Regions from separate parts of the Mus musculus genome. Here all the other regions are linked to region 1. A link is a contact called in public promoter capture Hi-C data. All regions are on one chromosome and are shown on one strand. Each heading gives the region's core, a stretch centred on a gene start, on an enhancer-like site or on the middle of the called end of the contact. The rest is flanking DNA. Distances are from core to core; before and after follow the strand shown.

Region 1 (3,238 bases), core at 486-2,985:
CACAATCTATTTCCAGAGATGGGTATCTATGGGGATCACACACACTGATCACATCATACAGATTGATGTTTGCTCAGATTTCCAAGGAACTAAAGCAAGACCGAGGTTTGTAACATCTACAAAGGGTAAGAAAGAGTGAGAAGCCTGTTTAAGGGAAAACACATTAGTATCAAGAACCCCTCGGGCGCGCTCTCTCTCTCTCTAGTAAGAGAACAGGAAGTTGATAAACTTCCACAGTTAGGTTGTGGGTCATCTAAGCTTTCCAGGTAAGGACCGCCCAGAGGGGAAGGGTCTAAAGTGAGGGAATCACTCACCCAGAGGCAGGACGAAGAAAAAGGGGAACCAGCACAGGACGAAGACACCCACGACGATGGCTAGGGTCTTGGCAGCCTTTTTCTCGCGGGAAAACTTGAGCAGCCTTACGGAGAGCGAGCTGCGCAAGGTGTGCCCCTTGCTACTCTGTGTCCCTGGATTTCCTTTGGCGCTAGTGGCTGCGCCGCGACAGTGGATCCTCAGAACCACCTCAGAGGCCTTGCCCGGCTCCCTCTTGATGCCCGCCTCGAGGCTGCGCGTGGTGCTGCGCGCGACCACATACACGCGGCAGTACATGACCACGATCACTGCCATGGGGAGGTAGAAGGAGCATACGGAAGAGAAGATCGCATAGCCCACCTCCTCGGTGATGCCGCAGAAACGCTCATCCGGGGGCACTGGTTCCTTCCAACCTAGTAGCGGTCCCACAGATACCACCAAGGCCACCGCCCAGAGCAGAGCCAGAATGGCAGCGGCCTTGCGTTCTGTCATAATGGCTGGATACTTGAGCGAGTGGCGCACACCCACGTACCGGTCCACAGAGATGGTGCAGAGGCTAAGGATGGAGGCAGTGCAGCATAGCACGTCCACCGCGGCCCATACGTCGCAGAAGGTCCGGCCGAAGGCCCAGAAGCCTAGAACCTCCATAGTGGCTGAGAAGGGCAACACAGCTGCACTCAGTAGCAGGTCAGCCACTGCTAGGTTCACGATGAAATAGTTGGTGACCGTCTGCAAGTGGCGGTTGCAGGCCACGGAGAGGATGACGAGAAGGTTGCCCGCCACAGCGGTGAGGATGAAGGCGGCTAGGAAGACACCCACTCCCACGCCCTGAGCACTCACCACTAGCCCCCCGACGGCCGCCGAGCCATTCACCTCGCCGCTTGCCGCGGCCCCCGCTTCTGCCGTGGAGCTCTGGTTGTCCTCGCCGCTGCCGGTTCCCACCACAGCGCTACCGCCTGTGGCACCCGGCACGCCGCCCACCGCCGGACCCTCGGGGCCAACCGTGCCAGCTCCGCCGCCCGCGCCGGAGCCCCCAGTGCTACTGCTCGCCCGGGGTCCTTCGAAAGTGACGCTCAGGATGTCGCGGAAAGTCATCTCACGGCGCAGCCGTCGGGGCCCGAGCCCAGGCACAGGGCGAGCAAGTGGCGGGGAGGGAGCCCGCGGGCATCGCCGCAGCGCCCGAGCCAGCCCCGCGCGCCGGTCCCGTCGGTCCTGCCCAAGTTCCCGCGGCAGAGGGGCCGCAGGGGAGCGGTGCTGCAGGGAGAGCGGGGCGGAGGTCACCAGGCCGTGAAGGTCCCAACGGGAACGGGCTCTGGCGGTGGCTGCAGAGTCACAAGAAAACAAGGGCCGGGGCCGGCTCCCTGCTCCCTGCTCCCCTCTCCAAGCGTGTCCTGGCGAGCGGTGGCTCCTCCGGGAGCGTCAGTGCAGGCGGCGGCCTCTGCAGCGCAGGGGACTCTGCGCGGGGGCGGGACGGAGGAGGGGCGGCGGGGAGGGAGGAGGGGGCGGCCGGCGCGAGCCAGCGAAGGGGCTCCGCGCGTCCAGCGGCTGCGGGGGTCCTCGCCGGTGCTCACGACCGTCCTCTGCCCTAGCTGTCCCCTTATCCTCCTTTCCTCAGCTCTCCTGCACCCCGGCTTTTGCCCCAGCGCTCCTCGCTGCCTCCCTTCCTCTCTCTGGACTTGCGGTCACTCTCTGCTTGCCCTTGCCCTAGCGGAGCATACAAGGTGCGATTCCCCGGGACTCCGGGCTCCCGGCTTCTGCCGCCAGAGAGCAGCAAGAGCCCAGGATCTGTGGGTTCAGGGCTGGATGATTTAAAAAAAACGCTGCCACTTGAGAACGTCTGGATGCGGTTTGATGCCCCTCCTCTTTTTTCTAGGGCAACTGGCCAGCCCAAGATCTCAAAACCCACTATGGTGCGATGGTGGCATTGAGACAGCCCTGAAGGGGTCAAGATGCTTGGGCGCGGGTTGAAGATGGGCGTGACTGGCGTGAGACCAGATGGTGTGGTCACAGCCCTAGGACTTTGCCCGTACTCTGAATAATACCAACTTTGGCCCTGCAACTCTACTCTGCATCAGAAGTCAGAATAAATCTTCCTGTTGCTACTCGAAGTACTCGGGACTCCCTCTGGGCAGAAAAGGTCACGTTCTGGAGGGTGGGAAAGGTTACTGCAGGGTGCTTAACAGGGAGGGAGCAGAGTAGCTTGCCTCCACCATTCAGGCTCCGGCGTCTTGTGCCTCGGTTCCCCACATGTGAAAACGAGAGTAAGATTCACTGTGTTAGCAGCGCCACCAAAGTAGTGCCCATACTTCTCAGAAGAGTGGAGAATAGTGGGGTAAAGCCTGAACACGAAGAACAGAGGGGAGAGGGGACGGGGCTGTGCTAGGAAGCAGGGACGCAAGGGAAAGAGAAGGGAGGGAGGAGGACCAATAGGGAGAGACACAATGCCACTGGACCACCCCAGGCAACTGTACTTACATGGTGCACATAAACTGGCCTCCTCAGGCAACTGTACTTACATGGTGCACATAAACTCATGTAGGCACACACATGATGTGCGCGAGCACACACACACACAAGTGCAGGCACAAATACATCTTCAAAACACTACCTTTCATTCTTCATCATTTCTTCCTTTCCTTGACTTGGCTTATGGAAGCGAGGCCATAGAGATGCGGGAGGATGCTCTGAAAATGTCATGTGCATGTCCTTGGTGCCTGGTTTATTCCTTGTTGCAGATGGTGGGATGGTAGAAGCAATGAAAGCCTCAGTTGTGTTGTGACATGAGCTTTCTTCTTCTCCCATCCTGCAGACCATTCACTGAACTCGATCCACAAGAGCTGAGCCCTTGGCAGGCAAAGTATGACTTATACACACACTGCCTTCCTAAGGCAGATATTCTGATAGGAGCTTGTACCTGGGGAGTGAA
Region 2 (3,007 bases), core at 356-2,855, 470 kb after region 1:
CTCTCACTCCGCCATCATTTGATGCTCCTCTCTACCTTCCTGAATCCCGCTGGACTGCAGCAGGTCCTAGGAATCAGGCTTTAGTCCGGAGGAGGAACAGCCCATAAGCAACAGCTCAAATGAGCATCGCTCAGGAAAATACCACAGTTAGTCCCCTAGGACAGAAAGGGAGAATGAGAACAAGGGGAGGAAGGGGGGCACTCTTCTCAAATCCAGTATAGCTTAGCCACAGAGGTTTCTTTAACCCCCAGACCACCTGTAGGAAAAGCTTCCACTTAATAAACGTGGATTGAAAGTATGGCAAATCAACCTCAGGTTCCTCATTTACGTGCTCTTCAAAGATATCCCCTGGCTGAATCTGCCGGCTATCTTTTGAGAACCGTGACCCTAATTTTTTTCTTCCCACTGTCCCAGGGCCATTTACCGCAGGGACAGAGCCGGCTCTGACAAATTGTCATTTGTCCACCGCTTCCTCTTACAGGAATCCTCCACTTGCTTACCGTAACCCCTGGCCTCTGCTCTCAGGAAGAATCGTTTCTAATGCCCTGGTTTTCCAGACTCTTGGGACTAAAGCGCGCGCAGCATTGAGAAGCCTCGTGCTGAGCTTGCCACTGAAGCACAGTGGCTATCTGTCCAGTGGCTGTTCCAAATCTGCCCCTGTCGGGACTCCACCATTCTGCTGCCTCCCAGGGCGCACTCGGAGATAAAGCTGGGTGCAGAGTAAGCGCTCTAATACACGAGTGGCCAGGCCGTCTTTTGAAAGCACCTGCCTAGCTCGGTCTCCAGCGACCTCAGGCACAAGCTCCGGAAGGGACAAGAAACCCGGGAGGGGGAAGTGCGCCGAGCACCGCGCGCTCTTAAACTCTGAAACCCAAAGGGAACTGGGTTCGCCGCGGGTTGGAGATGTGGTCCCCGCCCGGGGAGCCAGAGTGCGCACAACAGTCCGACCCTCCCCTAAGCTCTACAGGCCTGCACCTGCTATCTCGCTTCACCTCTCCAGGGAGTTCGGGGACACCCTGCTCTGGGGATGGGGGCAATTTCCTGCCACTGCACTTAGTGTCGACCTCAGAAAAGATCTTAAGGGGTCAGAGCCGCAGCATGAGCTCCAGGCCACAACTTTCTACCCGGGGAAAAGGAGTGGGCTGGGGCGCCCGCCTGCGCTGCTTCTGGGGCAGCCCGCATATCTAAGCCCACCTTGTGGCTTGGGTGGCAAAAGGGGACAGGGAAGAGTCAGGGACCGGACCAGGCTGGCCACGGGCCACTGAGGGAAAACTTTGAGCTGGGTAGAGGGAAAGAGGACCACCAGCACCTTGCGCCCGCATCCTGTGCCAGTACCCGGCTCTTCGAGCCCCGCGCCCTGTGTCTTGCCTGTCTCCCGGACCATCTGCATCCGCTCTCGCCGCAGGGGTTGGAAAGTGGGGGCGCCGCTGCGGGGGTGGGGGTGCTCCAGCGTGCTTGGCCAGTGATCCGCGGGACCCGCTCGCTTGGGCCGGCCTGGGCGGCGACAGTGCGGTTGAGGGCGGGCGCCCCGCCCACCTGGCCCCTCCGCCCCGCCTCCCCGAGCTCTGCCTTTATCTGCCGATCCTTGACCAACCCACCCGCCACCCTGCAGTTCTCTCCCCACCCCTCTTCTCTTGCCTTTCTTTCCCTTCTCCCCCTCCCTCCCCTCTAGGGGGCGGAGCTTCTCCCCTCCCTTCAAGACAGACAATGCTGTGGCTTCGCGTCGCCTCCTCCCTTCATCTCTACCCCCCCCCTCCCCGCGTACCCCCACCCCACCTCGCGCGGGCTGCCAGCGTTTCTTCTCAGCAGGCCAGAGTGCATGAGGAGGAGGAGGCGGAGAGCGTGGGTGGAGGGAATAAGGTGCTGCCTCTCACCCCATCGCGCCTGCCCTCTCCAAGCCACGCCGAGATTTAGCCCAAGCTCTTCAGTTCGCCTGGCTCTGTGACAGTCACTCCCAGGGAGCAGCCCGCCTAGAGAATGCAGATTTCCTAGCAGAGGATGTGCAGTTGGTGGAGTTGGGTGGTGGTTCTTTCTAACACCCGGGTTTGTTCCCAAAAGGGTTTGAGTTGCCAAAGGGCTAAGTGGGCCCCTTCGACTCGGCAGGCCGGCAGACGTGACGGCAATGTGAAGGAAGTCAAGTTTCTTTGTCCATTCCTCACCTCCTCCTCCTCTCCATCCTTAGACCTCCGAGGAACTCTAGTGTATAGGAGGGAGCACCCAGCTACGGATTCTATACCCTCTAACCATAATTCTTCGTTTACATATGCCCGACCTTGCAGTTGGTCCCCAAACCAAAGGGGAAGGGAATCTAACGGTTAAAGAAAGGGCAGCCAAGCCTCCAAAGTGCATCCCATCTGCCTGGAAGCCAGATATTCTCTTTTAAACTCATTGTTTGGATCTTGGAATGTGTCTCCCATAGAAACAATGTTATAAACGGCTATCCGTTCCCAGACCAGCCAGCCTCAAATGTGCGGAGGCCAAAGCGCAGCTGCGGGGTGGTGCTGGAAATGTCCCACAACACTGAACAAGAAGGCTACTGATCGGCTTTTTCTACTGTGAAAGGGGAGGGGGGTGTTAGGGAGATAAATGCATCTAGTTCTTTCCCCTTGAGCTATAAACACAAACCGGGTCCATTAATTTCTTTCACTGGAGCCATTACTGTGTTTCAGGTAAGCTGCTTTCCTTCGCAGCCTTTCTCAAGCTAGATTTGCAGGGTGAGCTGAGGAACTCTCCAGGAAACCTTCTCCAAGGGAATCTTTCTTCTCTTCTAACCTGGCCTTCCGTGACCTCAGAAACAGGACAAAGGGCAGCCATGACTCCTAACAGCAGGGCTCTGGTTTTGCTATTGAAGAAGTCTGTGAGATGCTGCTAGAATTCTTCAGTTCTAGCCCAGCCTCTCAGGAGAGCCGCTCCCTGGCTCCCCTGGCTCGCGTTGAGTCAAATGGTCATCTTATAACCAATCATCTGGCTTCCTGCCAATGAGGGTACACTCCTAATGCCCGAAATA
Region 3 (3,237 bases), core at 310-2,809, 480 kb before region 1:
TGGGATCCGCTGAAAACAAAGGCAGTAATTCTCAGGGCTCCCCTCACCTCACTGTACCTCACACTGTCCCCACAACCCCAACCAAAGGACAAGACTTGGGGGGAGGGGGACTCAAGAAAAGGAGAATGTCACAGAGTGAAAAATAATAGGCAAAGGTCAGAGCTGAAGGCCTAGGCAAGGTTCAGGTCAAAGGACAGGGCTGGAGCAGCAGCCTAGGAGTCCCTGACCGCGACCAGTCCCCAGGCTCCTCACTTGTCACAGTGACCGTGGTGCCTTTGACATCTAACCAGCGGTTGCTATCACTGATCTCAAAGCGGAAGTTGTAGGTGCCAGAGTCTTCAGGCTTCAAGTCTTTGAGCAACAGGTTGCACACCTTGTGGTCCATGTTCCCCATCAGTTCAGCTCGACCCCTGAAACGCTTGTCCACCAGCTTGGGGTCCCCTGAGTGGATTACCACCTGCCGCTTGCCCGAGTAGTCATAGTACCAGATGGCTGTGATGCCATTGGACACTGGGACATCGGCAGGGTAGCTGAAGATGCAGGGAATGAGCAGGCAGGATCCCGACAAGCCCTGCACATTCTTGGGACTGGAGACACCCCATGTGGTCTGGCCTAGAGGAGGGTAGGAAGAGCAACAGAGAAAAGGGTGATGCAAGCCTGGGAACAGAGCCCTGTCACCTGCCCCAAAAGAGGGTGCTCCAAACAGGCTCCAAATCTAATCTAATTTCCCTCTTAGTGCCCCAAGGATGGGGTGTGCTCAGTCACATCTGATCATAGTCTAGGCTTCTGTGCTGAGTCCACAGAGGCCAGACCCTATGAGAGGCACTAGCCTCGTGCAGCTTACCTAGTGAGAAGACAGAGGCCAGCAGGAGCAGGGAGAACAGGACACACATCCCAGTGCCCAGGTGCATTCAGGTGCCTAGGGAAGCCGGGTGGGTAGGCACACAGAGACTGCCTGGAGCACTCCAGGGCCCAAGTCTATAGGGTTTATCTCACCTGCTGTGTTGGTCAACCCAACAGGAAGGACTGCTGTGGCAGCCACCAGCAGGGAACCAGAAGCCCCTGTTCCTGGCTCAGGGAGTGATTGGAAATGCTCTCACTTGGTGGCATGTCCCAGAGAGTCTTCTGTGCCCCTTGGCTCCACCCCTTAAGGACACAGCCTCAAGGCAGATCAGCAGTGCATGTCTCTCTTCACTTCTCCCCTGCCGCCTCCTATTACTCAAACCAACAGAACCTGGAGTCCAGTGAGACCCTGTCACTTACTCCAGGGCATCCAGCAAGCACCGTAAGCACCGGAAATTGGTCTCCTGCCTCTCCAGCTACAAGTCGGACTGAGCACACGCTGAGGCTGCCTGGCTTGTTTGTAGACAAAGTTCTCAACTTGGCAGCTCAGGGTGGTCTCAAGTTCACAGAATCCTCCTTCAACTTCCTTTAAAGAGTCCTTCCTCTCTCAAAAAACTCCTCATTGCCCCCTGAGATTTTGAAAGACCTCATTTCTTAACCCCTATGCTGTCCCCTTTCTCTGTGTTTCATAGACTTACTCTAGGCCTAATCTTGTCTGCTCCCTGGCTCCCTCACTGCCCAGTTCCACCCCCACCATAAATGATCTTTGCTCACAGAAATCTTACTCAACCTTCAGGATGCTGCATAAATCTGTAACTTCCCCTCTGGGCTGAGTCCTTGTGGCCACAGCAGAGAAAGCTTTATGTTTTCCCTCTTCTTGGCAGCCATGGGCATCCACCCATTTCTGAAGACCTAGGCCTGGGAATTTGTGGTCCACAGCAGTGCAGAGCCCCAGACCTACAGGGATCTCAGTGATTATGACAAGGGTGTGTGGTCCAGAGTCAGGCTAGAGAGGTGTCAAGGAAACTTTCCTGGGTCAGGTCGCCATACACTCACACCCACAAACATGCTTATTGTATACCATGCACAAGGAGCAAGCCCTGTGCCAAAGGGTGCCACAGCAGGAAGGAACACCACAGGCGGCAGACACAGCAGTCCAAGAAACACCTAGAAAACAACCCAGATGTCAGTCTCCATGGCTTTGGACCACGCAGTGCTTTCCTGACTTAGAAGCGAAGCTCAGTGGTAATGCTTCGTGATTCTAGCGTTCGGGAAGCTGTAGTGGGAGGATCCTGTGTTTAAGGCTCGCTCGTCAGGGCAAGCTACGAAGACCGTGCCTCAAAAAAGAAAAGGGGGAAGTAGGTAAGAGGGACTTGATTTTTGTGTGAGCCAAAAAAAAAAAAAAAAAACCAAGCAAACAAACAAAAACAAACAAACAAACAAAAACTGTGCAGAGAAATGAAAAAGACAGCCAAAGAATGAGAGAAAATATTTGAGAATCATTTATTGAAGACTAGTATCCAGAACATGTCAAGAATTCTGACAGTACCATAGCCTCCTCTGAAATAAAACAACCCATCTAGGAAAATGGGCAAAGGACTTGAATAGACACTTCTCATTGAAGAAATGCAAGGCAACAAACCAATGAAAAGACGCGTGAGGAAAACATAAGTCGGAACCAGAGTGAGGGCTGGGGGGCAGTTCAGGGGGTAAGAACACGGTACCGTACCGGGTGTGAGCATTTGTACAACTACCGAAGCTCCTGAATGCAGGCCCAGCACTGGTTGGAGCAGAGAGAGACAGAAGAATTCCTGGGGTTAGCTGGCTAGCCAGCTCAGCTGTAAGAGATCCTGTCTCAGGGGGAGTTAAGTGGCAAAGGATAGAAGACACACACATCAGCAAACATGGGAACAACCAACCACTATGATGGCTACTAATGAAAAAAAAAAAAAAACAAGAATAAAAACTGTTGGTGAGGATGCACAGAAATAGGAGCCCTGCACATCGTTAGTGGGAATGTGGAATGGTGCAGTGTGGGAGACTGAGGATTCCTCAAGAAGTCGGTGTAGAACTAGGAAATGGGACAGGATGAGAACCTATAGGGACAGAAGCTGAGCTCCAAGCAGACACCGCTAAACCACGTTCACAGCAGCATCCTTCACACCTGTCATAGGATAGAAAGATCCCTGTGTCTATCAACAGAGAGATGGATAGAGAGATGTGCCTATGTATATAGTGGATTAATCAGAACAGATGCAGCTCTGACACGTCCTCTATAACATAGTAAGCAAATACTACATTGCTCAAGTTAATGAACCATCTAGAAACAGAAAATGGATGAAGTTACTGGGGACTGGGAGAGGAGAGAATATGGAGTTACTATCTGATGGGTAC

Evidence for each region. Promoter capture Hi-C pulls out the DNA fragments that hold promoters and counts their contacts.
Region 2: a promoter capture Hi-C map of embryonic stem cells shows a contact between it and region 1. The contact joins the promoter of Rassf2 here to the promoter of Adra1d in region 1. A contact is called at or near these places in 12 of 39 promoter capture datasets (the 3T3-L1 cell line, the SN4741 cell line, cranial neural crest and 5 more), 4 of 484 Hi-C or Micro-C datasets (all in embryonic stem cells), 2 of 115 datasets of contacts at active chromatin or transcription factors (both in embryonic stem cells) and 1 of 9 other capture datasets (embryonic stem cells).
Region 3: a contact with region 1 is called in a promoter capture Hi-C map of embryonic stem cells. The contact joins the promoter of Siglec1 here to the promoter of Adra1d in region 1. A contact is called at or near these places in 4 of 39 promoter capture datasets (embryonic stem cells, hippocampal neurons, liver and 1 more).

Annotation. Positions count from the first base shown.
Region 1 is chr2:131,560,762-131,563,999 of GRCm38.p6, forward strand. Adra1d (adrenergic receptor, alpha 1d) reads right to left here and starts at 1,736. Exons shown (of 2, transcript NM_013460.5): 1 at 315-1,736. The coding sequence starts at 1,407. It overlaps Gm14285 (a long non-coding RNA gene), which reads left to right and starts at 1,015. Exons shown (of 3, transcript XR_374988.3): 1 at 1,015-1,099; 2 at 1,928-2,033; 3 at 2,186-3,238.
Region 2 is chr2:132,028,383-132,031,389 of GRCm38.p6, forward strand. Rassf2 (Ras association (RalGDS/AF-6) domain family member 2) reads right to left here and starts at 1,606. Exons shown (of 11, transcript NM_175445.4): 1 at 1,369-1,606. Gm31179 (a long non-coding RNA gene) reads left to right here and starts at 2,069. Exons shown (of 3, transcript XR_374996.3): 1 at 2,069-2,669.
Region 3 is chr2:131,085,206-131,088,442 of GRCm38.p6, forward strand. It overlaps Siglec1 (sialic acid binding Ig-like lectin 1, sialoadhesin), which reads right to left and starts at 1,560. Exons shown (of 21, transcript NM_011426.3): 1 at 845-1,560; 2 at 253-612; 3 at 1-9. The coding sequence starts at 911.